Regions from separate parts of the Mus musculus genome. Here regions 1, 2, 4 and 5 are each linked to region 3. Evidence: chromatin contacts called from public promoter capture Hi-C data. All regions are on one chromosome and are shown on one strand. The core of a region is the stretch at or near the end of the contact, and the rest is flanking DNA. Distances in the headings are between cores, read along the strand shown. Region 1 holds the start of Guk1 (guanylate kinase 1). Region 2 holds the start of H2bu2 (H2B.U histone 2). Region 3 holds the start of Tmem11 (transmembrane protein 11). Region 4 holds the start of Akap10 (A kinase (PRKA) anchor protein 10). Region 5 holds the start of 2310033P09Rik (RIKEN cDNA 2310033P09 gene).

Evidence for each region. Promoter capture Hi-C pulls out the DNA fragments that hold promoters and counts their contacts. Capture Hi-C pulls out chosen DNA fragments and counts their contacts.
Region 1: a promoter capture Hi-C map of liver shows a contact between it and region 3, with 4 times the contacts expected there. The contact joins the promoter of Guk1 here to the promoter of Tmem11 in region 3. A contact is called at or near these places in 2 of 39 promoter capture datasets (liver and pre-B cells).
Region 2: a promoter capture Hi-C map of adipose tissue shows a contact between it and region 3, with 3 times the contacts expected there. The contact joins the promoter of H2bu2 here to the promoter of Tmem11 in region 3. A contact is called at or near these places in 1 of 39 promoter capture datasets (pre-B cells) and 1 of 9 other capture datasets (adipose tissue).
Region 4: a promoter capture Hi-C map of liver shows a contact between it and region 3, with 3 times the contacts expected there. The contact joins the promoter of Akap10 here to the promoter of Tmem11 in region 3. A contact is called at or near these places in 3 of 39 promoter capture datasets (the C10 cell line, liver and pre-B cells), 1 of 484 Hi-C or Micro-C datasets (CD4 T cells) and 1 of 115 datasets of contacts at active chromatin or transcription factors (astrocytes).
Region 5: a promoter capture Hi-C map of liver shows a contact between it and region 3, with 2.5 times the contacts expected there. The contact joins the promoter of 2310033P09Rik here to the promoter of Tmem11 in region 3. A contact is called at or near these places in 2 of 39 promoter capture datasets (cranial neural crest and pre-B cells), 1 of 484 Hi-C or Micro-C datasets (B cells), 1 of 115 datasets of contacts at active chromatin or transcription factors (thymic regulatory T cells) and 1 of 9 other capture datasets (liver).

What each region holds. Positions count from the first base shown.
Region 1 is chr11:59,189,297-59,194,516 of GRCm38.p6, forward strand. Guk1 (guanylate kinase 1) reads right to left here and starts at 2,656. Exons shown (of 8, transcript NM_008193.3): 1 at 2,455-2,656. The coding sequence starts at 2,515.
Region 2 is chr11:58,945,932-58,950,864 of GRCm38.p6, forward strand. H2bu2 (H2B.U histone 2) reads left to right here and starts at 2,980. Exons shown (of 1, transcript NM_030082.4): 1 at 2,980-3,441. The coding sequence starts at 3,009. The coding sequence ends at 3,389. It overlaps Gm51864 (a long non-coding RNA gene), which reads right to left and starts at 4,824. Exons shown (of 2, transcript XR_003949558.1): 1 at 4,113-4,824; 2 at 1-232.
Region 3 is chr11:60,877,225-60,882,766 of GRCm38.p6, forward strand. It overlaps Tmem11 (transmembrane protein 11), which reads right to left and starts at 1,814. Exons shown (of 2, transcript NM_173453.3): 1 at 1,489-1,814. The coding sequence starts at 1,544.
Region 4 is chr11:61,926,617-61,931,983 of GRCm38.p6, forward strand. Akap10 (A kinase (PRKA) anchor protein 10) reads right to left here and starts at 3,641. Exons shown (of 15, transcript NM_019921.3): 1 at 3,373-3,641. The coding sequence starts at 3,460.
Region 5 is chr11:59,205,687-59,211,227 of GRCm38.p6, forward strand. It overlaps 2310033P09Rik (RIKEN cDNA 2310033P09 gene), which reads left to right and starts at 2,675. Exons shown (of 7, transcript NM_024210.2): 1 at 2,675-2,987; 2 at 3,134-3,179; 3 at 3,283-3,365; 4 at 3,442-3,514; 5 at 3,622-3,707; 6 at 4,287-4,418; 7 at 4,541-5,050. The coding sequence starts at 2,743. The coding sequence ends at 4,658. It overlaps Mrpl55 (mitochondrial ribosomal protein L55), which reads left to right. Exons shown (of 4, transcript NM_001302336.2): 4 at 1-452. The coding sequence ends at 121.

The DNA.
Region 1 (5,220 bases), core at 1,406-3,905, 1.7 Mb before region 3:
ACTCCCAAGCCCTCTTTCAGGAGTCACAGTGTGTAAGTTCTGTCTTGTTGCTAAACCACAAGTGACGGGAAGACATCTCTCCAAGTGCCATCCTGTTCACACCTTGGTTCTGCAAAGTCCCAGCAGGTATCCCTTGGCACATACAGCTCATGGATCTCTGACAGCCCTCGGTGACCTTCTATGACACTACACTTGCTTGGATCTACAAAGACTACACCAGATGACCTTAGTTAGCTAGCCGTGTGGTACAGTGGCAGACAGCAAGGAGAGTGTGGGCCAGGCAGGACTAGTATGGACCTGGGAAATCCCCAGGCCCACTGAAGGAGGGGCTCTCTCTCACCAGTAGCCAGGTGACAAGACCATTACTACATCTCCACAGGGCCACAGCTTATGTCAGAAATTATAGATATAGTCTTTGGCCTAGCATTTACAGAAGTGTGTGGTGGATAGAAGCAACTTCCTTTGGGGAGACCACTGAAGAAACTTTGGACCCCTATCTCTTCAGCTTTCCCAGTCCCAAACTTCAACTGCCTGACAAAGAGCCCCAAGCCCCTAATTGTAAAACAAGCCAAGATTCAAGCGACTTCATAGGAGCACTGGAGGGAACATGCTCTGCTGGGACGTCCTAGACAAAACTTCCTATACATCCTCTTCCAATCTATACCTCAGGCCTCTAGGACTGGAAATCTGTCACAACCATCACCTCCCTCCTGTCAACTGAAGAGCAGGCCCTTCCAGGAAGGAGAAGAACTACTAGTCCTCCAAGACAAACAGCGCTAGGCAGACATGAGTGACACACCCGAGCCCTGAGCCCCCAGGACTTAGGCACCTCTTCCAACAGCAGCAGCCAGAGCAGCCAAAGCATTTTCAATCTTATTCCTCTGAGCCAGATGGACCTACCACGGCCTCCCAACAAAGAGGTGGAGGAGCAGCAGCCAACCACGGACAGCCTGCTGCACCTTCCTGGTGCTGCCCATCTTCGTTTGTGTCTCTTCCCAGCAAGGACAAAAAGGAACGGGCTGATTCCTTGGCCAGGAATCATGAGGTAGAGGGAACATAAAGGAAAAAGGGCTCAGAACCCAACGAGGATAAAGGGGAAAGACCCTAGGACACTGCACAGTTTGTCATCTGCTCGATCGTGCAGAAGGGACACCAAGGCTTTACAGGGTCAGGGAAGACTGAACGGTGGAGGAGGATGGGGGACAGGGTAGAGCAAAGGAAACTGAGGCCCAGGACGTGTAGGCAGGGAATGGGTAGGGCAGGGCAGGGAAGACTAGGGACCAGCAGAAGCAGAATCAAGAAAGATAGGGACCGGGGCTGGAGAGATGGCTCAGTGGTTAAGAGCACTGACTGCTCTTCCAGAGGTCCAGAGTTCAAATCCCAACAACCACATGGTGGCTCACAACCATCTGTAATGGGATCTGATGCCCTCTTCTGGTGTGTCTGAAGAAAGAGACAGTGTACTTATAGATAATAAATAAATCTTGAAAGAAAGAAAGAAAGAAAGAAAGAAAGAAAGAAAGAAAGAAAGAAAGAAAGAAAGAAAGAAAGAAAGAAAGAAAGAAAGAAAGGAAGGAAGGAAGACAGACACCATCACATGCAATCAGGGAGGATGGGGACAGGACAGGATGGGACAGGGAAGATTAAGTCCCAACCAGAAGAGTCAGGGATACAAGAAGCCTTGCTCATATGGCTGCCTCCCAAGAGCTCAACCCTACTCTAACTTTCCTTCTTTGTCGCCTGGGCTCTTTCCTCTCACATCCCCTTCTGCCTTTTCTTTTCCAATTACATCATGTTTCCTGGATATTTTGTGTTTGTCAAGACAGACGAGAAAGGGAAACAACTTTAGTAGTCGCTTTCATAACTAGCCTATGACCTCCTGCAAGGTGAACTGAAGGAGCACCCACAGAAACAAACTGCATTCTTCTTTCTCTCCTTGGAGCCTATCAAAGGCTGACCAGTCATTTACTTGCTTTCTCCCTCTCTCCTCAGATACCGCGGAGCTAATGTCACCTGCTCCACCTCCAGGCACCACCAGAACGAACCCCGCCCACTTCCACGTTGGATAAAACGATGCCTGAGAATAATAAGCCCAAAGGCAGATTAATATTTTTTTCTAAAACAAAACAAATCGGGACAAGCCAAATCCTAATAGTCTGCAGGGCCTGCACCATCTGCAGGCACTGAAGTCCAACGCCCGCAATGGCTCAGGAGTAAAGCCATGTGCTTGAGCCTACCCAGGACGCCGGCTGGGTAGGGAACAGAGGAAGAGCGCAGACTAGGCTCATGCTGCACCGATCTGCTGGTGGCTGGGACTCCGCGTGCCCATCCCTGTCGTTCTGGGGTCCCGAGAAACACGTTCACCCGGCATCCCCACAAGATGGAGACGGCACGCAAGGGAAATATGCTGCCACAAGTCCCACTCCGAAGACAACCAGCCACCAGCGCACTCACCGTCCGCGGGGACCCGACCCAGGGCGGCCACCGCCAGCCCGACCAGCGGGCGCCGCAGCATCAGGGACCGCCCGCAGGACTACGTCACAGCGGCGCGCCGGCCCACCGGAACACACCGGAGGGCGGCATGGCTACGCACACCGAGTACGCAAAGCACCAGCGCCGGCCACGTCCCACCTTTGCCCGCTGACATTACGTCTCCCTCGCCGGCCCCACCTACACCACATTAAATCCCGCCTTGTCACGGCCCCCAAGCGACAGCCACACCTCAGCCCAACGGGGGGGGGGGGGGCCGCGATGATGCACAGGCGCACTGCGCGGTTCTCCCCGACGACCACGCCCACTTCTCTTCGTTGTTTCTTCTCCAAACTCCGCCCTTTTCCGTACCCTCCTTTCTTTCCCTAGGCTCAAACCCTACCAATTTACAAAGACCCTGAGAGGAACACATCAGAAGTCAGCTTCGAATCCGTTTAGTTACATTTTCGGGTTAGCCGGTTAACTGTTAAATCATTTCAAGAGGCGGCTAGCACGTGCTATTTATTCTTCCAGAGGACCCAGATTCAGTTCCCAGCACTCAGGTTGGGCAGGCGCATCACCTGCACTCATGTACTCTTACCCAAACACATAGACACATACACCTAATTTTAAGTCTTTTAGTTTTTTAGATAGGGTCTTACTATGTAGTCTTGACTGTCTGGAAACTCCCAGAGAGCCATCTACCTCTACCTCCCAAATGCCGGTAATAAAAAGATGTATACCAAGGGAAGCAGAGGCAGATGGATCTTTGAGTTCAAGGCCAGCCTTGTCTACAGTGCAAGTTCCAGGACAGCCAGGGTACACAGAAAAACCCCATCTCAAACAAAAGTATGTACTATTGTGGCTCCCCAAAGTATTTTTTAAATAAGTTACTTCAAGAAACTGGAAGGCAGGGGCTGGTGAGATGGTTCAGTGGGTAAGAGCACCGGACTGCTCTTCCGAAGGTCAGGAGTTCAAATCCCAGCAACCACATGGTGGCTCACAACCATCCGTATCGAGATCTGACTCCCTCTTCTGGAGTGTCTGAGGACAGCTACAGTGTACTTACAATAAATAAATAAATAAATAAATAAATAAATAAATAAATAAATAAATAAATAAATAAACAAACAAACAAATAAATCTTAAACAAAAAAGAAAAAAGAAAGAAAGAAACGGGAAGGCAAAGATCTCAGAGAATGCTGAAGTTGTCTTTAATTCAGGAGATAAAAGAAAAATAAGCCCAATGTGGTGGCACACACCTTTAATGTCAGCACTTGGAAGTAGAGGTAGGCCGACCTTTAGAACATTCAGGACAGGTTCCATTTACATAGTTAGCTCTAGGCCAATCAAGGTTACATAGGGAGACCCTGTCTTAAATAAAACAAACTTATTAAAGAATTGCAGTAAAGTGGGCAGCACAGTTGAGTTAAGTATCAGTTCTTTCCAAAAGCTTTTTTTGGAGAGAAGTCCTGAGCTTCGAGGTGATCTAGAGGGGCAGTGAAGGAAGTGCACATGAGATTCCTTGGAAAATGTACTGACTTTATAAGAAATATCTTTGCCTAATTTTACTCTTAAAAATATTACACAGGGGGCTGGAGAGATGGCTTAGGGGTTAAGAGCGCCGAGTGCTCTTCCGAAGGTCCTGAGTTCAAATCCCAGCAACTACATGGTGGCTCACAACCATCTGTAATGAGATGATGCCCTCTTCTGGTGCCTCTGAGGAAGCAAGGAAGGGAGGGGAGGGGAGGGAGGGAGGAAGGAGGGAAGGGGAGGGAGGGAGGGAAGGGGAGGGAGGGAATATTCTCTAGGAGGGTGGAATGGATCTGGTCTTGTCCCACCACTATAAGGCTGTGTTGAGACTGTGCCCTGCAGTCTATGGAAGGCTGAACGGAATGGCTAAGACTGCAGAAGTGGTTGTGAAGAGCAGAGCACTCAGGTTCTTTGTTTTTAATTTAATTGGCTTCTCTTAGGCTGAAAGGCAAGAAGAATTTGAAAAGATTTGGAGAGAGAGGGAAAACTCAAGACTGGGCAGGGAAAGAACAGAGTGAGCAGAGGTAAAAGCGCCAAGCGCTGTAGGTCGGGACAATGGTGACCAAGGCTCAACAGCACTTCCCATCGTGTGACTGCTTGCTGCGGGTGGCCCGTCCTCCAGCATGACTTATCACAAGCAGCATGACTCTTTGCCAATGTCCTTTCCAGGTCTCAGGTCCCAAAGACACTCAGGACAAATGGCTGTGGTGCCTGTTAGCATACAGAATGCATGCTAACCACAGGCTGTCTCAGCATGCCAAGTACCTGGTACAGACTCCCTGGCTGGCATCCTGGCTCCCTCTGCTCATCTCACCCCAGCCCCCTACCCTAAACCTCTCTTTCACTTCCCTTCCCCCAGTGTCTCTTTCCTATAAAGACTTTCCATCCTGCCATGCTCTCTTGGTTCTCTGATCTTGTCTCTTGGTCTTCTCTCTTGTCCCCCCCTCCTCTTCCCTCCTCCCTCCTATATAACTGTATTTGGGGGGAGGTTGTTTTGTTTGTTTTTGTTTTTGTTTGAGACAGGGTTTCTCTGTGTAGCCCTGGCTGTCCTGGAACTCACTTTGTAGACCAGGCTGGCCTCGAACTCAGAAACCCACCTGCCTCTGCCTCCCAAATGCTGGGATTAAAGGCGTGCACCACCACTGCCCGGCTATAACTGTACTTTTGGCAATTTTATTGGGTTCGTTTTCCTACCACCCTTCTCTACCCTTCTCTACC
Region 2 (4,933 bases), core at 1,730-4,229, 1.9 Mb before region 3:
GGCACTTGTTGGCAAGGTTTTCAGGTAGAAGTAATATGAGTGTGTGTGTGTGTGTGTGTGTGTTGCTGGGGCCTGAGGCATATTAATATTAAGCTCAAATTGTATTTAACTGACCTATGGCTCTCAGTCCCTTCGTCGTTCTGGAGTCTTTTGTGACCGGATACTATTTGGTTGGTGAGTAAGTTAACCCTTCCTTCACGACCTCTCTGCTTCACCTCTCCACACCGTCCTGCTGTGAAGAAGGACAGGAAGTTGTTACTCTGACAACCTCTATACGTTATACAATTCCAGATTCACTGAGTATTTTTTTTTAACCATGTTAAATGACCTGTAAAATAGGACATCTTTATTCAGGATCACCCCATCCCCATAGGTGAGTCACCACTGCAGTGTGGCCTTGGAGTGAGGGAGTGAGACAGGGTTTTGTCCACTTTGAACACAGTGTGGACACACAATAACACACTGCCGAGGTGGGTGGAAAGTGACTTTGATGTCCATGTCACTTCAAGGGACACCTCATGCAGTTGTACTTATTATCAAGTTTTGTATTATTTTCACTTGTTAAATAGCCTTTAAAACATCATTTAATGAGCCAGGTGAGGTTAGCTGCTATCTCAACCACTGGAGAAGGAAGCAAGACTATGGATCAGATATGCAAGGCTGGATGAGCTACCAGAGGCCCTGCCCTTTTTCTTGGTTTTGTTTCTTTTGGTTTGTTTGTTTTTTTGTTTTTTGTTTTTTGTTTTTTGTTTTGGTTTTTTGAGACAGGTTTATTGGTGTAGCACCAGCTGTCCTGGAACTTGCTCTGTAGACCAGGCTGGTCTCAAACTCAGATCGACCTGCATCTGCCTCCTAAGTGCTGGGATTAAATACATGTGCCAGCACTGCCCAGTCAAGACTTTAAAGGTATTAGAATCAAACTCCATTGTAAAAGTGAGACCCAGTTGATTCTACTGTATATCTTTCATGGTTGAGCTTCGTCTCTTTATATATATATTTTTTTTTTTATGAAGCTGAATGCTCACTTTCGCTTGCAAGCATGATTGTTGCTTGGGGAGACTACAACAGTGGGGTTTCTGGCATAGCTTAGAGAACCTTGGTATATTTTTCCAGATTTCCTCAGCGTTTTTTCAGTGTAGGGCAGTGTTTTTGCGTGCACTAGGCTGCTCAGGCCACTACGATTTTAGTAGGTGAGACATTTACCATTGTTTTAATGAGCATCTCTTTTATGTCAGTTTGATAGTAGTGTTATTTTTTCAAATTTCCCTTTCCTATTCATATTCTTAAACAATTTGTAAATTTTCTCTAATTTATAGATATTTCTAACATTAACCTTTTGGCTCTCAGTAGTTGCAAATTTTAGCCCAAGGTTTCTTTACATTAAGTGTATAGGAGGGTTAGCGCACACACACATACACACACCCTTAATTTTTTTTTCCCCTAAGTGATTTTTCTCTGTTTGTTTGCTTGCTTGTTCTTGTTCGTGTTTTTCAAGACAGGGTCTCTCTGTGTACCCCTGGATGTCCTGGAACTCCTTCTGTAGACCAGGCTGGCCTCAAACTCTGAGACCTGCCTGCATCTGCACCCCCCAGGCCTCCACCCCCGTGTTGGGATTAAAGGTGTGGGCCACCATTGCCAGGCTCTACATCTTGTTTTGTTTTGTTTTGTTTTGTTTTGTTTTGTTTTGTTTTGTTTTGTTTTGTTTTGTTTTGTTTTGTTTTTACAGTGCTGCTTTGAAAGCATTTTCTCTTGCTGATAACCAGGAGTATGTTGTTGACAAATGAATTCATGATTCTGAGCATTGAGACATCCCAGGCACCAGCAGCCAGCTGAATAGGCTTCCAGGTTTGTTCTTTCACCAGGCATTGGTTGTGCATCTGCCAAGTGCCAAATTATCTTTCACCCCGCAGACACCTGAGCGACAGCCACATCTCTATGTGAGAGATTATAATTCTCTCTGTATTTCGGTGAGAGATAAAAAAAATGCATGTCGACGTGAATAGAGCTCATAGAAATTACGCACAAGTATGCACAGGGCACCTTGCCAGCCTCTTTACTTACATGAACTCACAGTATCTAAAAGGCATTACATCATCACATGAAGAAATGGAGATGCAAAGGACGTAGATTGCCTATCCCAGATATAGCAGCTAACTGACCTTCAGACCAGGATTTGTCAATCAGTAATATTCAGATCCTCACTCAGCGTATATTAAGGTAGGACATTAACAGTTTGCTTTTATAAAGCCAGCTCTCCAAGAGATGCTGAAATGTGAGCCATGAGAATATATAGCATTTTTTATTTTCTCTCAGTACCGTGCGGGGGCAGGGCAGGGCGGAGGGATGGTGTGCGTGAGCGCGCGCGCGCGAGAAATAGAGCGCTTCGTAACCTCCCTAACCTGCAGCGTCCTGTAATTATGGTACCCTTGCTTCAGCTCCAGACGTGATGGGCGTCCCAAGTATCATACCTTTCTCCAAATGAAAGTCTACCCAGTCACACACTTCCAGTAAAACAACCTTAGTTTGCTTTCAGATTTCCCAATTAACTGTTGGAATTTGGTCATGAATCCTCATAGAAATGATGGAGACTGACTAGAAACAAATGGAAGTCAGAAGCTGTCATTTCCTCCTCTAAGCAGGCAACAAGCTTCTCCCTCATTAGCTGAGGGTGAGAAAGAAATGGCTGGCGATTTAGCTCAACAAGGATCAGACCCAGCCGCAACGTTCCTTCACAGCCCGATGCACAGCCGGGGAAGACGCTAAATCGTACCCGTTGAAACAAAGGGTTCAGACAAAGATAAGACACCTGAGCTTGCTCTGCCAATACACTTTCGGATTGGTTGGGATACTGTCCAATAGGAAAGAAGAAGCGGGGTAACCTAGTTACAACATTTTATATTTGTCCAATCAGATAAGAGTACTTTGGAGCCTTCATTTAAATATAAAGATGACAAATAACCCTGCCTTCACCGTTTGCTTGTTCGTCTGGGTGCAGCCAGTGCAGCAGGATGCCGGAGCCTTCCCGCTCCACTCCCGCCCCGAAGAAAGGCTCCAAGAAAGCCATCACCAAGGCTCAGAAAAAGGATGGCAAGAAACGCAAACGGGGCCGCAAGGAGAGCTACTCCATCTACGTGTACAAGGTGCTGAAGCAGGTGCATCCGGACACCGGCATCTCGTCCAAGGCCATGGGCATCATGAACTCGTTCGTCAATGACATCTTCGAGCGCATCGCCAGCGAGGCCTCCCGCCTGGCGCATTACAACAAGCGCTCGACCATCACGTCCCGCGAGGTGCAGACGGCCGTGCGCCTGCTGCTGCCCGGGGAGCTGGCCAAGCATGCCGTGTCCGAGGGCACCAAGGCAGTCACCAAATACACCAGCTCCAAGTGAGGCGCGGCGAGAGCGCCCCCAACCCAAAGGCTCTTTTCAGAGCCACCTTCCAAGCTCAAAAAAGGAGCGTGCTACCTGAATAAGATTGTCATTCACTTGATGAACATTGGGATGGGCCGGGGGGGAGGGGGGTGTTGTACTGGACCTTGGGATCCTGAGATAATACCTCTTGTTCATAATGGTATTAATAAATTTGGTTCAATTTTGGCCACAGAGAGCGTAGTTTAATAGATGGCTCCTGGGGAAATTTGGTATGGATTGCGCGGTGGGAGGGAGGGTGGGAGGGAGGCTGTGTCAGCAACAAGATTTCTCTCCATTCCCCTCCCCCTGCAGAGTGCTGTGTGAGGCTCAGAGTGCTGCGCTCAGCGCTGATGCTGTTGGAGCCATCTTGCTCTATCCCCTTGCCAGAATTAAAATCTTCTGGCCAGAAACAGTTTAAGCAGGTTTTCTACTGTATTCTGCTCAAAATGCCTAACAGTGGGCTGCACAGCTCCTGTTCTCCAACCTGATCTAATTAAGCAACAATCCCGCCGGTGAAGATTCTGGTATTTTATCCGTAGAAGTATTTAAACAATGAAAGGTCTTTTTGTTTCATCTCAATGTATGCGTATGTATGAGAGTATCTGTCATATAAATGTGTGAATATATTAACAGAGCTCTAGTAAATGGTGAAACATCCTTTAAAATTAATTAGACCCCTTAAAATAACAAAAGGCTACGTACGTTGTATTCAGTGTAGGTTGCATTAAATGAATGAGGCTTGCAAGAATAGTACAAACTATTCGTCCTCTAAAAATCAAAGATCAGTGGTTCTTCACTGCATGTCGGAGAAGCCCATCTTCCATGAACTATTTGCCCCGGGTTCCGATTACACAGTGGTTTCACTGGTGAACAATGGCGGTCTTCCTCCTCACACCACCTCCAGCGACAGCCACTCACTTGTCAACATTTAACCTCTTACTGTCTCATACACGAAAGGCGAGTCTTTCTATTGGTAATTTCTTCTTAAAGAGACAGTTTTTTCCACTCGCTCAAAATTCTTGGTTGGTTCCCTAATAATTAGTAAATTGGTCTTGAACATGTAGTTGAGCCTGGGGAATAACCAGTTCATTGTTTCAGACTGAATGCCTGCAAATCCCTCATCCCCTACCTCCCCCAACCTAACACTTAAGTTTTTCAGGCCCAGAGAACGAGCCATGTACATTGCCCTGATTCTTATGATTGTAGATTCCCAATATCTGTTGTACGCTCCTGACATTCTCCAGTTGTTCAGTTTCACCTGACCATTGCTTTTTTTTCTCTTATAACATGAAGCCAGAGACATTGATTTTGTATACAGTTGCTCTCAGTTTTCTATATTATAAAATCTCAACAGCAGAGACAAATTTCTACATTTCTTCATCTACTCCTTAAAATTCACATTCTACAAAAGGACAGATCATCCCCCATTCTGAGCTGTGGCTGCCAAAATAACACACCTGAGCAGTTTATTCAGAACTTCCAGCTTTTGTTAAAAAAAAGAAAAAAAAGAAAAAATCCATTGC
Region 3 (5,542 bases), core at 564-3,063:
TCAAGACAAAGGAAAAATTCTCCATTTTCTTAGGTAGGCTAGCAAGACTCCTGTCTCACACTTGAGGCATGCATGTTTGGCCCTTTCAGTCTGTGTCCAAGAACAAGAGTATGGCAGGGTGCAGTAGCCCAAACCTTTATTCCCAGTGCTTGGGAGGCAGAGGTAGGCGGGCCTCTGTGAGGTCAAGGCCAGCCTGGTCTATAGAGTGAGTTTCAGAACAGCCAGAGAGAGCTACACAGTAACTCTAATGACTCTACACACGTGGCTCTAAAAACAAGCAAACAGAAATATTAGGAAAGTTCTTCCCTTCTGTTGGGCTGAAATTAAAATCCTGAAAGCATCCTTAGGGATTTAAGGACTCGGAAAACAAGATAACCTCTCTGGCTGTTCTTATCTAAGAAATAAGTGGGAGTTAGGGAAAAAACAAACAAACAAACAAACAAACAAACACTCCTCGCCACTGCTTTTCCATGTCACAGTAAACGCAGAACGGATTATTTAGCATAACCGAACTCAGGAGTAAAACTGGCTACCACTTCTGCCAAGCAGGAAGACTAGTGTGGGATGGAAAAGCTGTCGTATGCAATAGCAAGAAACATGGGATGCGTCAGTCAAAAAGGAACAACGCAGATTAGTTGAGACACAACTTTTATGGTTGACAGTACTCATTGGAAACGGAGGGGAAAAAGTCAAACTTTGCTTTTTTTTTTTTTCTTTTCCTTTTTCTGACATCCACAGTAAAATGCGGAGGACTTAGCAAGACCGACTGGGCAGGTTAATCCAGTAGCGCCACCGATATACACCCACCTCCCCAAACTTCTTATCGTTGAACAGCTTCTAGTAACCTATTAGCTAAAAATAATTCCCAGAAGGAAAAGGCTACAAGTTCAACCCGAAACACGTCAACTACTCTTGTCATCCGGAAATCACTGGAAGAAACAAAACCCCTAGCGCCCCCAAACGCATTCAGTAGGAAAGGTCACTACAAAGGACTTAGGGCAGAAGTGCTCGAAGAGAACCCTCAAAAAGTGGCGACGATTGCTCGCTCACAAGGCGGCCAGGCTCAGGCTCTTGGAGGCGCGCCCGGCACGCTGCCGCTCTCAGCAAACGCCCCTATAAAGCACACGGCGCCGCGAGCCTCTACCCTCCTCCTCTCCCCGGAGCCCATCCACGCCACACCGGGCGCCCAGGCCGAGCGGGCCACGTGCGCGAGCCAGCGGCCCGGAGCCCACAGGACGCTCGGTAGGACAGCGTGGCGGCCCTCGCAGCTACTCACCCTGGCTCACCGCCCACCCGGCTGCGGGTCGCCGCCCCTCCGAGTCGCGCTCCCCTCGCTCCTGGCCGTCGCGCCGCCCCGCTCCTCCCACACCTAAGCCCCCGCGGACTGGGCCCCGCGCGTGGCGGGCACACGATCCGGAGTCGCGCGTGGCACAGAGGCTTCGCCGGCTCTGCGGTCGACCTTCGCCCGCGGTCGCGAGCCCAGCTTACCTCTCTCGGGAGCCGCCGCCGCCCGGACCCAGACGCCTCCTTCCCCACGCGGCCATCTTGGAGACTCTCGGTTCGTCGGGGGCTGGAGCCGACGCGGCTCAGGGCGCGCGGGAGCCGAAGGGAAACGTAGTCCCGTGAGCCGCGCGGACGAGGTGGGAGGTTGCGAGAAGGACTACACTGCCCACAATACCTCACGCCGGAAGCCTGCTGTAAGCTGCCGCGCGCAAGAGGGCGAGGGGGTGGGATCCGCCTTAGGAAAGAGTCTTCAAGTCGCAAAGTGCGAGTCGCTGCGCCCACCGCCTGGACGTCCTTGGGCTCCCAGAACGAGTGGCTGAAGGAGAGCGGAAAGAAAGCGCCTACCACTCCCAGAGCGCTTCGCGCGACGATCCCGCCCTCACAGCCTGAGAGGCCCAACCCTTGGCCTCGGCCCTGTTGCCCTTCACCGTGGCTTCGGCCGCTGGGGGCCTGAGTCCCCCAGTTCTCACACTTTACAATGACTTGAGCAGCTTAACCTTTCTCCTTTCCCATCTGCAGACCAGAACTCGTGCACCTTCAGTCCGAAGGTTACCTCTGCCTCCGCGGCGTCAACTGCCCCCCTCTCCTGACCGGAACTTGCCCGGCTGACAAATCCAGAGATTTTGAAGGTCTGTAGATGTGCTTGCCCTAAAACGCCTTTTCCTCCCAGTCAGGTTTTATGCTTGTCTGGTTTCTATAAAGTTCCTGGTTTTCAAATTGAATATGCAACTCCGCCTCCGATTGCCAAACTCGTAACACATGCAAGTGTGGCAAAAGAATAGGGATGTGTAGAGAGACGTCAAGAATAAGGTATGAGGGGGCTGCGGAGATTGTTCAGTACTTAAGAGCACTAACGGCTCTTTCAGGGGACTGTGGATCAGTTTCTGGCACGTGGTAGCTAACAACAGTCAGCTATTGCAGTAACGTCTGACGCCCTCTTCTGGCCTTACGACCACAGCACACGTGTAGTGCACAAAACACCCAGACACAATCAATCAATCAATCAATGCCAGTTGATAGTGCCTGGGATCCCTTCCTTGCCTGGATTACTCAATAACAAACAGCATGCAAGAGAAAAACTTGGCCTGGAGAAGGCAGGTAATGGCTAAGGACTTCAGGTTATGCATTCTTCCAGATCACTAGCCCATTCCCTACCTGAGTGTCTTTGTAAATTTTTTTTTTTTAAGTAAATTGCCTCTATTGCTAACTATGCATCTCTGATACAATTCTTTGTCCTGAGACACAAGAACCTAGGAACTTATGTAGGTGGTCCCTGTGACTCAGCCAGGAGGTAAAAATCTATGTTTTCTCTCCCATTTCCCCCTTCCTTAACTACACTCTACTACCCAGGAACATCTGTGAGAAAGCTCTCAGCTCTTTAGGAACCTGATAAAAGTGCAGGGGTGACGGGCAGTGGTGGCGCACGCCTTTAATCCCAGCACTTGGGAGGCAGAGGCAGGTGGATTTCTGAGTTCGAGGCCAGCCTGGTCTACAGAGTGAGTTCCAGGACAGCCACGGCTACAGAGAAACCCTGTCTCAAACAAACAAACAAAACAAAACAAAACAAAAAAGGTGCAGGGGCGTGTTCTCTTTCCCATTACCCTATAGCCACTGCCTAGGGGATGTCTGAACCCTTTTCTCAGCCCTACTGCAGTATGAGCAAAAAACAATGTGTACTGACCAGGGACTGCCAAGCCCACATTTAAGCTGGGAAGCAGCTAGCCAGGAGGGTCTGCCTTTACTGGGAGTCCTCAAGGATCTAGTGTTCTGGTGCCAAGTCAGAGACATGGTGGATCCCACCGGGGATCTATGTCCCTGTCTTAGATTTATTTCTTGTTGCTGTGATAAAAATACACAAGCCACTTAAGGGAGAAGAGGATTTATTTGGCCTACACTTCAGGTCATAGTCTGCGGTGGTTTTAATAACGGTCCCCATAGGCGCATATATTTAAATGTTTGATTCCCAATTGTACTGTTTAGGAAGAATGAGGAGGTCTGGCTTTTATTGTTGAAGGTGAGTCACCGGGAATGGGTTTGAGGTTTCAAAAGCCCATGCCAGGCCCTGTTCTTCTTTCTGCCTGGTGATTGTTTCAAAATATAAGCTCTTGGTGACTACTCCAACACCTGCCTGTCTGCAGCCATACTCCCCACCATAATGGTCATGAATTCACCCTCTGAAAGTGCAAACAAGCCTCTAATCAAATGCTTTCTTTTCTGAGTTTAACTGTTCATGGTGTCTGATCACCTCAATAGAAACATAACTGACAGTCATGACATCATGGCAGGGAAGTCAGAGCAGTAGGAATGTGAGAGCGCTGTCACTACATCCACAGTAAAGAGCACAGGTTGGGCTGGAGAGATAGCTCAGCGGTTAAGAGCATTGACCGCTCTTCCAGAGGTCCTAAGTTCAATTCCCAGCAACTACATGGTGGCTCACAACCATCTGTAAAGGGATCTGATGCCCTCTTCTGGTGTGTCTGGAAACAGCTACAGTGTATTCATATAAATAAAACAAATCTTTTAAAAAAGAGCGAGAGTGCAGGATGTATTAATGTGTGCTCATACCCAGTTCTTTCTCTTTCTCTGCTTGTGTATAGTTCAGGGTCTCTTGCCTCCCATAGTGGGTAGGTTTGTGTAAAGTTGGCAACACAAAACAACCTTATCACTTATAAATTTGACAAACACTGCTTTAAGCCATAACCGTAAACTTTCACTCCTCCTTCTCCAAATCTCAGGCTTATCTCATAATATAAAAAAACAATTCAACTTTTAAAATCCCAACAAAGTCCAAAGTCAATCCCAGTACTTGGGAGGTAGAGGCAGGCAGGCATATCTCTGACTTTGAGGCTAGCCTGTTTTACAGAATGAGTTCCAGGACAGCCAAGGCTACACAGAGAAACCCTGTCTTGAAAAACCACAAAATAAAAGTCCAAAGTCTTAACAGTGAGCTATAATAATAATAGAAATCATATACTGATAGAGAATAAACATTTCCCTTTCAAAATGGAAAGATCGGTGCATATTAAGGACCAAAACAAAACAAAAATTCAGCAGTGCAAACACCAAGTCCCCAAGCTCTATCTATACTATCTGGGGCTAAGCACACCTTTAATCTCAGCACTTGGGAGGCAGAGGCAGGCGGTTCTGAGTTTGAGGCCAGCCTGGTCTACAGAGTGAGTTCCAGGACAGCCAGGGCTATACAGAGAAACCCTGTCTCGGGAAAAAAAAAAATCGGCTATGGTCGGAAAAGCTTGGGCATATCCATTTTCAAGCCCTGCTAGCTCACATAGCTTAACTTTTGGGCTAGCTCCACTCCACACCTGTGGCCATTCTTGTTAGATAACCCATGATTCTGGCATCTCCAAAGTCCTAGGGTATCTACTACAGTTTAGGTTTCACCTTCACAGCCTCACACAGTGGCCACTCAGGAACTCTGACCCTGCCACACAGTTCTGGCTTTGGTGGCCCTCCATGACTTTCTCAATCTTGCATCTTTGCCATCAAAACCAGTACTACATAGATAGTATGTCAAGCTATGCTGCCAGCTTGAGGTGTATATAATATATATCTCCATAGCCTAGCTCTCTTGGATCACAGCAATATCAGCTTCTATGTGCTGACCCTGAAGAAACACTTTTCTATTGTCACCGTGCAGAGTGCCAGGCTTCTCTTTAGCAACTCCATTCGGTCTCTGTAACAGTTATGGCTGCTTTGTTGTCTGCACTCTTCTCTGAAACTTTAAGCTTGCCTACATACTTTTCCTCTGTCAAAGAAATTAGTCCATTATCTCTAAATTGAGCATCACTCAAATTCTTGGGACATGGCAGAATGAAACAAACCACAAGCTTGGTCAACATACCACAAGAATGGCCCCTGGCATAGGTCCTGACACAGCCCTTGATCCCCTGTGAAATCGCATGAGCCAGGCTTCCTCCTCTGTGTCTCCCTCAATGTTACTATCTTCCCAGCGCCCACCAGAATGACCTTTAACCTCTGTGTACAGTTTTCAATGGATTTTCTTTTTGTTTGGGTTCTTTTG
Region 4 (5,367 bases), core at 2,391-4,890, 1.1 Mb after region 3:
CTTCTAAACTCAGAATGCTGCACACACACAAACACACACTCTCTCTCGTACATTGTTAAAGACTTTTAAAAACCAATTTCTAGAAGGAAAGGGCTCCATCCTAAGTAAGTTTCTGAGTATCCTAGAGTGGGCTGAAATTACTTCCCGTTTGCTGCTCTTCTGAAGGTCCAGCAAATGAAGGCAGATCTTTGATGAGCCCCTGAAAGCTGAGAACACTGTACTGACGAAGGCATTCCCCTTTTTGCTTGTGTCTTCTGGGTTTCAGAGCCATGATCTATTCAGCTGGTTGGAAGCACTGTGCCAAGTGGCCAGGTGTGCTAACTTATATTTTGGGAGCTATACTGGCTTCCCAGTGTGGAACTGTGTCTATCAATAACATTTCAAAAGAGAAAGCTGGCAGCAGTTAAACCAAAAAAAACCAAAAAAACAAAAAAAAAAAAAACCCAGGTGTGGTGACGCACGCCTTTAATTCCAAGCACCCTCATGGTGGCTCACGACAATCTTTAAACTCTAGTTCTAGAGAATCAGATGCCCTCTTCTGGCTTCCTTGGGCAAAGGCACACATATAGTGTACATACACACACAAGCAACACACCCATACATATAAAATAAAACTCAAAAGGCAGTGCTAATTCCTATGGGACAGTTCCATGTGAAAGTAGAATAAAATGACAGAGATCTAAGAGGAGCTATTCTTGTGTGTGTGTGTGTGTGTGTGTGTATGTTTCTGAGACAGGGTTTCTCTGTGTAGCCCTGGCTGTCCTGGAACTCAGACAATGAGAATTCTGTCATTCCATCCATTCCAGGATATGTATACGGAAGAGACAGACAGGCCAGACCGTCACATTCCTGTAATCCCTGTACTCAAAAGACTGAGACAGGATTGCTGTACTTTTAAGGCTAGTAATGACTTCATATCAAAATACTGATTTGAAAATTCAAAAATTAAAAAAAGACAAAACTCATGACAGTAGATTACAAAGTGCATATCTCAAAAGAAAAAATACAATAGACAGGTAAACTGGGGAAACACTAAGGTAATTCTTACAATTGTTTCCATTTTGTTGTGGTGTGTGAGTGGTTTGCCTACATCTATACATGTAGATGCCAAGTGCCAAGGAGGCCAGAGAAGAGTAGGGGAGTCCCTGGACCTGGAGTTACAGATGGTTCTAAGCTGCCATGAAGGTTCTGGGAACTAAACCCAGGTTCTGTGTAAGAACAACATAAGTTCTGAAGGGCTGAGCCACCTCCAGCCCTCTTTTCCTGATTTTAGATTTACCATTTTTAATGAAATATGATAAACCTCTAACAAGAAAGAAAATTAAATTGAAGGATCTTTATGAGGCTGTTTTCAGAGGTTGGGTGTGGTGATACATGCCTATAATCCAAATACTAAATTAGAGGAAGAAGAATGTCCACAAGGTCCCCATCTCAACAGGAAATGCTAAGGCCAGGACTACAAAGCCAGACTGTCTTGACTCCCAACCCCTCAAAAAGGTTGTTTCTAGCTCTCTTGCCACATTCAATCTCCAGAAATCATCTGGAATAATCTTTTTACTCCTTAAGTACATTTATTTATTTTGTGGGAGTGGATGTACCACACAGCACATGTGTGGAGGTCAGAGGACAACTTAATGGGAGTTACTCTTTCCCTCCACCATTGTGGGTCCTGGGGCTCTAACTCTGATGGTTAGGCTGCACAGCAAGGGTCTTTATCTGCTGAGCATCTGGCTCTAGAATAAACTTTCTAAGCAAATAATCAGATCACCCTTTATTGTAAGGTCACCTCTCTTCAAAAGCTTTACAATATATTCTCTCTGCATTTGGAATAAAACTCTCGATAATGTGGTGTCTGCCTATCTGCTTCTCTATGCCTCAGCCACAGTGGCCACCTTGCCTTTCCTAAAGGGCACCAGCTCTTTATTCCTGGTACCTCCAGTGTCTTTCCTGACCTCTCTAAAGTTACATTCTACTACTGATCCTCTAGTTTTACGTTTCAAGGTTACATACTGAATTCTTCTAACATCCAACCAAAATAGGTTTTTCTTCATAAATTAGTCTTTCATTACACATCATTCAATTTGTAAGTATATACACACTTTTTTTTTTGGCCTTATTTATTGCCTGCCTTCAGCATCAATGAGTTTCATAGGTACAGAGACTACGTCCATATAACTATTTCATGACACCCTAAGACAGTGTCTGGCAGACTGGACACTCGACAGTGTGTGTTAAATGAACAGACAGAAGTCTGTTGTTCAACTTGAATTAGTCCCATACTTAGAATGCATTCCCCCCCTTAAAAAACAAGCACCACAACACTGTCAACCTAGGTACATTAACAACTCCAGAGATATTAAGACACTTTACTGATAAAGCTTCCTATTATTTACCAGTTTCATTCATTCCCTCACCTAGCATCAACAGACAGCCTCAGTCCTATGAGGCCTTTAGGAATCATCTGATTCTCAGCTGGAAAAAAAGTGGGTTAACCGGCTGTTTCGGGTTACAGAGTTTATGAAAAAGCTATCACGTGAATACAAGTCTGATTTGGTGTTATGTTTAAAAAAAAAAAAGTCTGTCTGATACATCTTCTCAGTAAGAATGAAGAGATACAACCACCTCCACCTAAAGAGATTTGATTGATCAATTTGTGTATGTATATTTAATGAAATACCATAACCCTTTCCAGGATCAAAATCACCTTGCCTCTACTTTAAAAACTAAGTAAGCTTTTACAACTGGACATCCGAAATCTAAGTAGTTCGTTTATAGTAGCAGCAACGGTCTCAATAATTAGTAAAGTTGCTCAATCATCAAAAGCAGTAGTCTTCTGAATACGGAACTTCAGTAGTAAGAAATTTTATTTTAGGAATAACAGTGGGCCCCCTTCCGCTCTCCACCCCCGCCCCCAAAAGAGGAAACTAGAAAATAGCGCTAGTTGAAGAAATAACAGTTGCACGTGGTTTTAGGTATAACCCCCCCCCCCCAATATTCGGAAAAGTCAAGACTTCCTATAAGTAAAGGGATTTCCTTGATCTTCATCCACAGTGCGCGCGTGGATCACACACACATACAAACCTCCAGAAACCAAACACACCAGGAAAACCTTTTCTTTAGCCAACAGGTGTTAATTTCTATGGGTTTAAGCAGACACTTTTGGCCCAAAGCGACAATGCCCCTCGACCTCGCTTGAGGAGGCCACCTTCTTCCCTGCGGAGTCCCGGGCAGCACACTGCACCGCGGGTGTCGGCGCCGAGGCCGAGCGGCTCATCGAGAGCCTCGCGGCCGCCCTGACAAAACCCTTGCAGGTTTGCTGCCCCACCGCTGCCCGAGACCCGGCTCACCCCCCGCCGGCGACCCCTCGGCTACCTTTCCGCCGGAAGAAGGACATGGCGGGGCCCGGGTCGGGGCGGAGGGCGCGGGGGGAGTGTCGCGGGGAGGGCCCGGCTCCCCTCATTCAGCAGCTGGCCGGGACTTCCGGGGCCGCAGGAGCCGCTGCACTAGTCCGAAAACAGCCCCTTCTTCCGGGTGTGGGCGCTGCCGCCACCTCGGGATGCCCCGGCAGCTGCTGCCGCCATGTTATCAACAAGCCACCCGCTTAGAGTTCCGGTCCGTCCGCGCGCGGGGCTTCACGGGAGGCCCCGGCCCCGCCTCCTCCTGCGCACCTCCTCCCGCGGGGCCGGGGCGCGCGCCCGCTCAGCCCACGTGACCTGGCGTCCTCGAGTCCGCGAGCCCTTCCCCCTGGAGGCTTCGGATGACAGCGTCTCTTTGCTGAACCTCCTCCTCTTCGGGAAGCCCCCGCCAGCACTGCTGCGCAGCCTTTTCGCGGAATCTTGCTAAATGCCGCAGGCTGCTTGGCAGCTTTACCCTGCCAGGTCCCCGGGGGATGCAGGCGAGCCTGCAGGACGAGGAGCTGCTCTTATGTAGCTCCCGAAGCTCCCTCCCTCAAAGTGACCTCAGGAAGGAAGGAGAAAAAGAGTGGTAGGCTCATTTTCAGATGAAATCCCTACAGATGCTCAAAACAGAAAGAGCCAGCAACCTGAGCCTCAACAGAGGGCTATTTCTTCCGTTCTTATTCGAAAGCCACCTTCCTATAAATCTTCTGGCTTTCTTAAAGCTTACCCACCTTTAGCGCCCTGGATGGATGGCCACTATAGCTACAACTACTGTCAAAAGCGAACCAGGAACTCGTGATGCACACAGTTGCTGATTTTTATGTTGGATCAGCAAAGTCTACCTGAGACAGAAGGAAAAACAAGTGCAGAAGCGGCAACTTGCCTGATTATTCGGTGTGTTAAAACAGGAACTAAGTAAAGCCTGGAGTCTTAACCATATTATTAGAGCAGGTTAATAAGTTTGCTAGTTTTGTTTCCAAGCCTGTTTGCTAAATGATGAAAAACCATCATAGCTAAACTTATTTATAACATCGTGCACAGATACCATACTAAACCCTCCAGGTTAGTAACAGTCTTTAAACTTGCTCTTGGTATGGAGGAAACTAGGCCAGCTTTCAAGGTCACGCTGGGCAGGAACTGAAAAGGAGAGCAGGGCTGTGGTTGCCCCATGTGAGGTAATGGTGTGGAGGTCTGAGATGATTTGGAAATGAATATTACACTCTGGGCATACCCCTCCCCTATTCCCACCCACTGCCCACCCTTGAAAACCTTTCCTTGCCTAAGAATATTAAGGCAAGCCAGGGGAGGTGCTCTGGTGGTGAAAGCCTTTAACACACTTGGAAGGCAGAAAGAAGCCAGTGGATCACTGAGTCCCAGGTCAGCTTGATTTACTTAGGGAATTTTAGGCCAAGGTGAGACTGTGTCTCAAACAGATAAAAACAAAACAAGGCGTTGAACGATGGCTTAGCAATTAGGAGCACAGACAACACTTGCAAAGGATCCACAGTTAGAGTATCTACTCTGTTCTTAGGCAGAATGGGTGGTGTGTCTTACATTATTCCTTTGCCTTTCCCTTCTGGAGTTCCAGTCTTGGCAGAGACTGTTTTGTATTTGTTAACTATTGGTTAGCTGATCAGGGCAGGAGGAACACCAGACGAATGAGTGAGAAAAATCCCTTAAATGAGCAAAAAGTCAATGGGGTTGAGGGGAGGGCTCTGGCTCCATTAGGATTTCTAGAATCCTTACTCATTCTCTCAGGCTAAATAAACATAAATCAGTGTTGAGGAAGTGTTTTTCAACTCAATTTCCAATGAGGTTTATTCTTTGAGCCCCCCCTACCAGAGATTCTGGAGTTGCTTTTATTCTCTGTGAGAAATAGATTGTTACAGTCCATTTACAGATAAGAAGAAAGCAATAGGCCCCCTAGCTGGTGGCTGGTGCAGGCTTGTCACAGAACTCTAAAAAAGTT
Region 5 (5,541 bases), core at 1,425-3,924, 1.7 Mb before region 3:
CAGGGCCCGGTTCCGAAAACGGGAGGCTCAGCTCCAGCAGAAGAGGGAAGAAGAGCCAGAGGTAGTGGACAGTTTTGACACTGAACGATATAAACAGTTTTGGACCAAGACCAAGAAATAAGTCTGTCAGGGAGTTCCACCAGGGACATTTTGTAAGGATGGAGGGCATCTATCTATTTACCATACGTTCTTGAAACCATAACCACCTGTCATTGTCTTCTTTTGCGTGGAAGCCCAGTCCTGGAACTCATCATTTCTGAGAAGTATGTGCCAAGTCAAAGCCAGATTAAAAGCTTTGCTTTAGGGCCCATTTAGGTCAGACTTTTGGGGTTGACTCTTTGTTTGGGTTTTGATTTTTTGAGACATGGTCTCACCCTGGTCAGTCTAGAACTCAATATGTAAACCAGGCCTGACCTCCTGAGAGCTGGGATTAAAGGTATCTGCCATCATACACAGCTTCAGACCTCTGGGTTTTAAACACTGCTATAAAGCTGGTTGAGAAGTATTTGGACAGTGGACAGGAAGTACCAGCAACTAACAGCTCTACTTGCCTACTATTAGAAACCCCCAAGGTAAACTCCTGGATCACATACACCCTGCACTCATCCTTCTCACCTCCACCCTTAATAGGGCCTTTCCTAAAAGACAACCGGGGGAGAAACACTTCCCTGCCCTTGGGAACCCAGGAGTGTGGCCAGGCAGTGTGTCTTGAACCCCTGGTGTACTCCATTCTGCAGAATAAGTGACTATGTAAACCAAATCTATGAGTAGCTGCCTGAACCTTTGTACTCCTGATGTTGGTATAAAATCCCACTGGCTTCCTCCAGACGAAGGAGCACACAGAATAGCTAACCTCAAAAGCAGGCCTGGGATTATCCAACCCTTCATCGTGTTACTCCATTACTTGACATTCTGGGTGTCACTAGAATAGGTGATTATACAAGGATGCACAGGCCTTAGAACCGTTCTAGACATTTGTCCCGTGACCTCCCAGACCCATAGTCCACCTCCTCCTTAGCGTCACCTAGTATGCATTCTGTGATCTGACCATGCAGCTCGACCTTCCGTGTCCTAAGCATACCTGGCCTGGTTAAAGGTGAAGGCCCAGAAGCTGCTCCCTGGCTTTCTGGAGACCTTTCCTAGGAGACGGCTAGTATGCTCTTCTTTTGCTGTGGCCCACATGACTGACCGATGCTCCCTTATTGTTGCAGATTTTGTTGTTTACTGGAAAAAAACATTTCTAATTGTGTGCCTCAGCCTTAGTACACACCTTTAATCCCAATGAAGGTAAACTTAGTTAGAAAGAAGCACCCATGTTTGAAAGTGATTTCCAGTGACTCAGGGAGATTTGACAGAATAGGATATGCCTATCTCTCATGAGAACAGAGAGGAAAGAAGTGACTTAGGGGAAAGAATAGGAGAGGGCAGTTTACTGGGACCATTGTACAGAGACAGGTTGCAGAGAAAGAACAAACTAGCCAGGTGAAGACAGAACGAGCCAGAAAATGAGCCAGAGATTAGAACATAATACCAAAGGTCGTATGAGGCCAAGCAGAGCAATTCGGGGGAAGCTGGAAGAAGCCAATTTGAATCATTCAGTGTGGAGGAGTCTGAGCCAGAATAGCTGAGTTGACCACCCAGCTAGATAGAGTTCAGAAGAGCATTAAAGGGTGAGCTTATTCAGCAATAGGTCTCAGAGGTTGAAAACATTCTAGGCCAAGATAAGATTGTATGGAGGCTAGAAGCTTCCAGGACAAGGCCTGGGTTAGCAGACAGAGGCGGTAAGCTTCAGAAATGACAATTACATCAGGCAAATAAAGGATACGTTTCCACTTTATTGTGCAGCTCCCCTTGGGACCATCCATTCATCCCGAGTATGATCTTGTTCTGAGGAATCTGTCCCAACTGTGTCCTCTAAAGCCAGGCCATGACCTCAGGGCTCATACCAAGAGCCTCACAAGCTGTGGCAGGTACTCAACGTGTTCAGGATGAAGACATAAAAATGAGGCTGTCTTGGTCTATTTGGGATGCTAGAGAGTTCCAGGATGGGTATTTTTTCAGACTAGGGATGAAACCCAAGACCATCATGTTAAGCAAGTGATCTGTCATTAAGATGTAGCTCAGTTTCTGTTCATTTTGAGGCGCAGCCTCAGTAAATTGCCCAGTAAAGCTTCACCTGCAGAGAACACAGATCGCTCTGGTTTAGGGATGCTTTGGCTTTCATGTCACATACGCATATTCTGTCACCCAGAGCATGGAAGAGTGAATCCATGTTTCTTTGGTGACTTTATCTGTCCCTCTGTTCCGTGAAGGTTTGCCATTATTTAACTTAGTTTCAACAGTGACCCGGGACCTTTGGAGTTAGCATTCTTGGCTTTCCAGAAAGCAAGGGGCCGGCCCCTCCTGGTGTCACTAAGGTTTTGTAGTGTCCCCTTCCACCGAGATTCCTTCACACGAGAGTTATCAGGTGGGATAGCACAGCCGCCTTTTTGAGGAGCTATTGCGCAGGCGCACGTGGCACTAGGATGAAGGATGCGCCAGAGAAGCCCTGAACGCCCTTTAGAAAGAGGATCTTGATTGATAAGGCCCTCGGATACGCAGTGCGCAGGCGCACGGGCACGTTAGCGAGAGCGCAGGCGCGCGCGGGGGCGCGAGAGTGACGTCACGGCGTGCGTCCGGAGTGCTGCGGGAAGTCCGACTAGAGACCGCGGGTACTGAAGGCTGTGCAGTGGCTCCAGCGCCATGTTCGGCTCCAATCGCGGTGGCGTGCGTGGCGGACAAGACCAGTTCAATTGGGAGGACGTGAAGACTGACAAGCAGAGGGAGAACTACTTGGGCAACTCGCTGATGGCGCCAGTAGGCCGCTGGCAGAAGGGCCGCGACCTCACCTGGTACGCGAAGGACCGCGCGCCGTGTACCGGCCCGAGCCGTGAGGAAGAGCTGGCAGCCGTGCGCGAGGCGGAGCGTGAGGCGCTGCTGGCCGCACTGTAAGTGCCTGGTCTGCGGGGCGACCGCAAGCCCCGAGGGCGGGATCTGGGTGGCCCTGGGGCGGGGCTGGATGTGGGCGGGGCACAGGAAAGAAGGGGACCGAGGGGCCAGACCCTTGATGAGCATTCCTGACCTTTGCTCGCAGTGGTTACAAGAACGTGAGGAAACAGCCCACCGGCCTGAGCAAGGAGGTGAGTCTGAGATATGGGTTCGAGGTCCGCGGGGTGGTTGGGGGGGGGTGGGGGGGTCCGTCTGTCTCGGCCTAGAACCTCCTATCTTACCCTGCTTTCGCAGGACTTCGTGGAGATCTGCAAACGGGAAGGAGGAGACCCCGAGGAGAAGGGCGTGGACCGGCTCCTGGGCTTGGGCAGCGCCAGGTTAGGCTAGTTGGGGAGTCCAGGGTAGGCCTGGGCGGTGATTGAGAACTGTCCTCAAATGCTCTGTCCCCTGCAGTGGCTCCGCGGGCCGTGTGGCGCTATCCCGAGAAGACAAAGAGGCTGCCAAACTTGGGCTGTCAGTGTTCACGGTAAACCCTGTCAAGCCCAATGCACAGGATCCTGGGGTTTAGAGGTGTCTGAGATGTGGGGCAGGATTCCCTGGGTGTTCCTCACCACGGCTACTCATGTCATACAGCACCACCGTGTGGACAGCGAAGGCCCAAGCACTGCCCCAACTGCTCCCAGGAAGAAGCCTCGCGCTGAGGACAAGGTCGAACCGGAGTAAGTTGAGTCTGCCTCCCTGTGCATAAAGGGGCAGACTGCCTTAGCTCTCTTAGTTTGACTGAAGTAGGCGGACCTCCATCTCTGGGCTGGAGTCTCAGTAGCTGCCATAGGTGACCCAGCAGGGTGACGCTCAGGACCATGATACTGGCCAGTTTGGTGGGAGGTGCTTGTGGGGTGGGCGGCACACAACTTTCTTTAATCCCAGCATTTGGTAGACAGCAGGCTGATCTCTCAGAGTTCTCACAAGCTGGTACGTGTGTCTGGTTACTTCTACTTTTGTGTCATCTCAACTTTGTACCTAGGTAAAATAGTGAGTTCCAAGCTAGACAAGGCTGCATAATGAGAACTTGTCTCCAAGGAGAGAGGAGGCTCACCAGGTTGGCAGCATTCCAGCACTCATCTTTGTGGCCATGGAGCCTAATAAGCTCATTTATAAATATGAACTCCCGACATGTAGATATTATCAGTGCACAATGGATCCTGTTCTAGTCTGCCTTTCCCTGCTGGGTGAGACTACCCCACAGTCGAGTAGACACGAGTCCTTCAAGCTCGGATCCTTTGTATTGTTTCTTGCAGTGCAGAGAGCCATAAGAAAAGCAAGAAAGAAAAGAAGAAAAAGAAGAAGAAACACAAGAAACACAAAAAGAAGAAAGACAAAGAACATAAGAGGGAGGCTGACAGCTGCTCCTCATCTCCCTCTCCTCCCCGGTAGGCTAGGCCCAACTCTACCTGGGACACTAAGGAAATGGGAGGCAAAGCTAGCCAGGCCTGGTGTGGTGCTTGGCAGGGTGAGGGACCCTTTAAGTGTCTGGTTGTCCTTGTCTTTGTAGGCCCAGACACCAGAGACATTCTGACTTCTCTCCCTGCTCTAAGAGGAAGCGGGAACATAGCCAGGACAGTGGAAGGAATCCATCCCGCAGACGACAAGACAGAAGCTCTGATGACTGAGAATGGCTACACCAAAGGACACCAGAGCCCTGGATGCCAAGTAGCTACCAGCCCACTCCCTACCTGCCCAACTAACTGTCCCTCTGTGGCTGGGATAAGGCAGGTGGCTGCTCCCCAACAGGATCCTGAGCCAAGCTTGCTGGATCTTAGGATCTATCTTGCCATTTGGAGGCAACTACTCCAGGTCATAGAGTGGGTCCTGGGTTACCAGTCTAGTGGTTCTAAGAGGGTAGTGCTCTTGCCTTGTCCCCCTGCCAAGGAGGATCTAACTGCCCAGGAGACTGTCTCTGCTGCCACAGGCCAGGCCCTTGAGGTTAGGGTGCGTGTTACTGATTACTCCTTTTTTGTGTGTGTATCAGCCCACTTTGTACTTAAGTAAATGTATTTTAAAAGTAGAGTGTATATTATCTCGCTGAGGACAGGTTAGGCTGGGAGCATGGGGCCCCCTTCCAGTATATATTAAGGGAACTGGGTCTAGGGACCAGAATCCTGTCCTTGAGGCTGCCTTACAACCATACAAGTGGCCAAGAAGTTGGAAGAACAAACTTTTGTGATCTGAAGGCATCTGCTGTCTCCCTAAGAGGTTCAACAGCCAGATAATAGCAAGACAGTAGAAATTAGGGCTGCTACAGTATAGAAAGTTCTGATTGTAAAAGCTATTGTGCTGTGAATGCATACTTCTGGGCAGACCCCAAAATGTCCTGAGACTCATGCTGTTGCTTCTATGAAGACCTGTGCCCTGCAGGTAGCCACCTAAGCATGAGAGAAGACTAATTATCTAAGACCTCAAGGGGGTGAAGGTCAGTCCACTTAGGCAGGGGCCTATTCGGAAGGATGATAAACTTTGGATCTTCTAGTGGTCACACCTACCCAGAGATAAGCA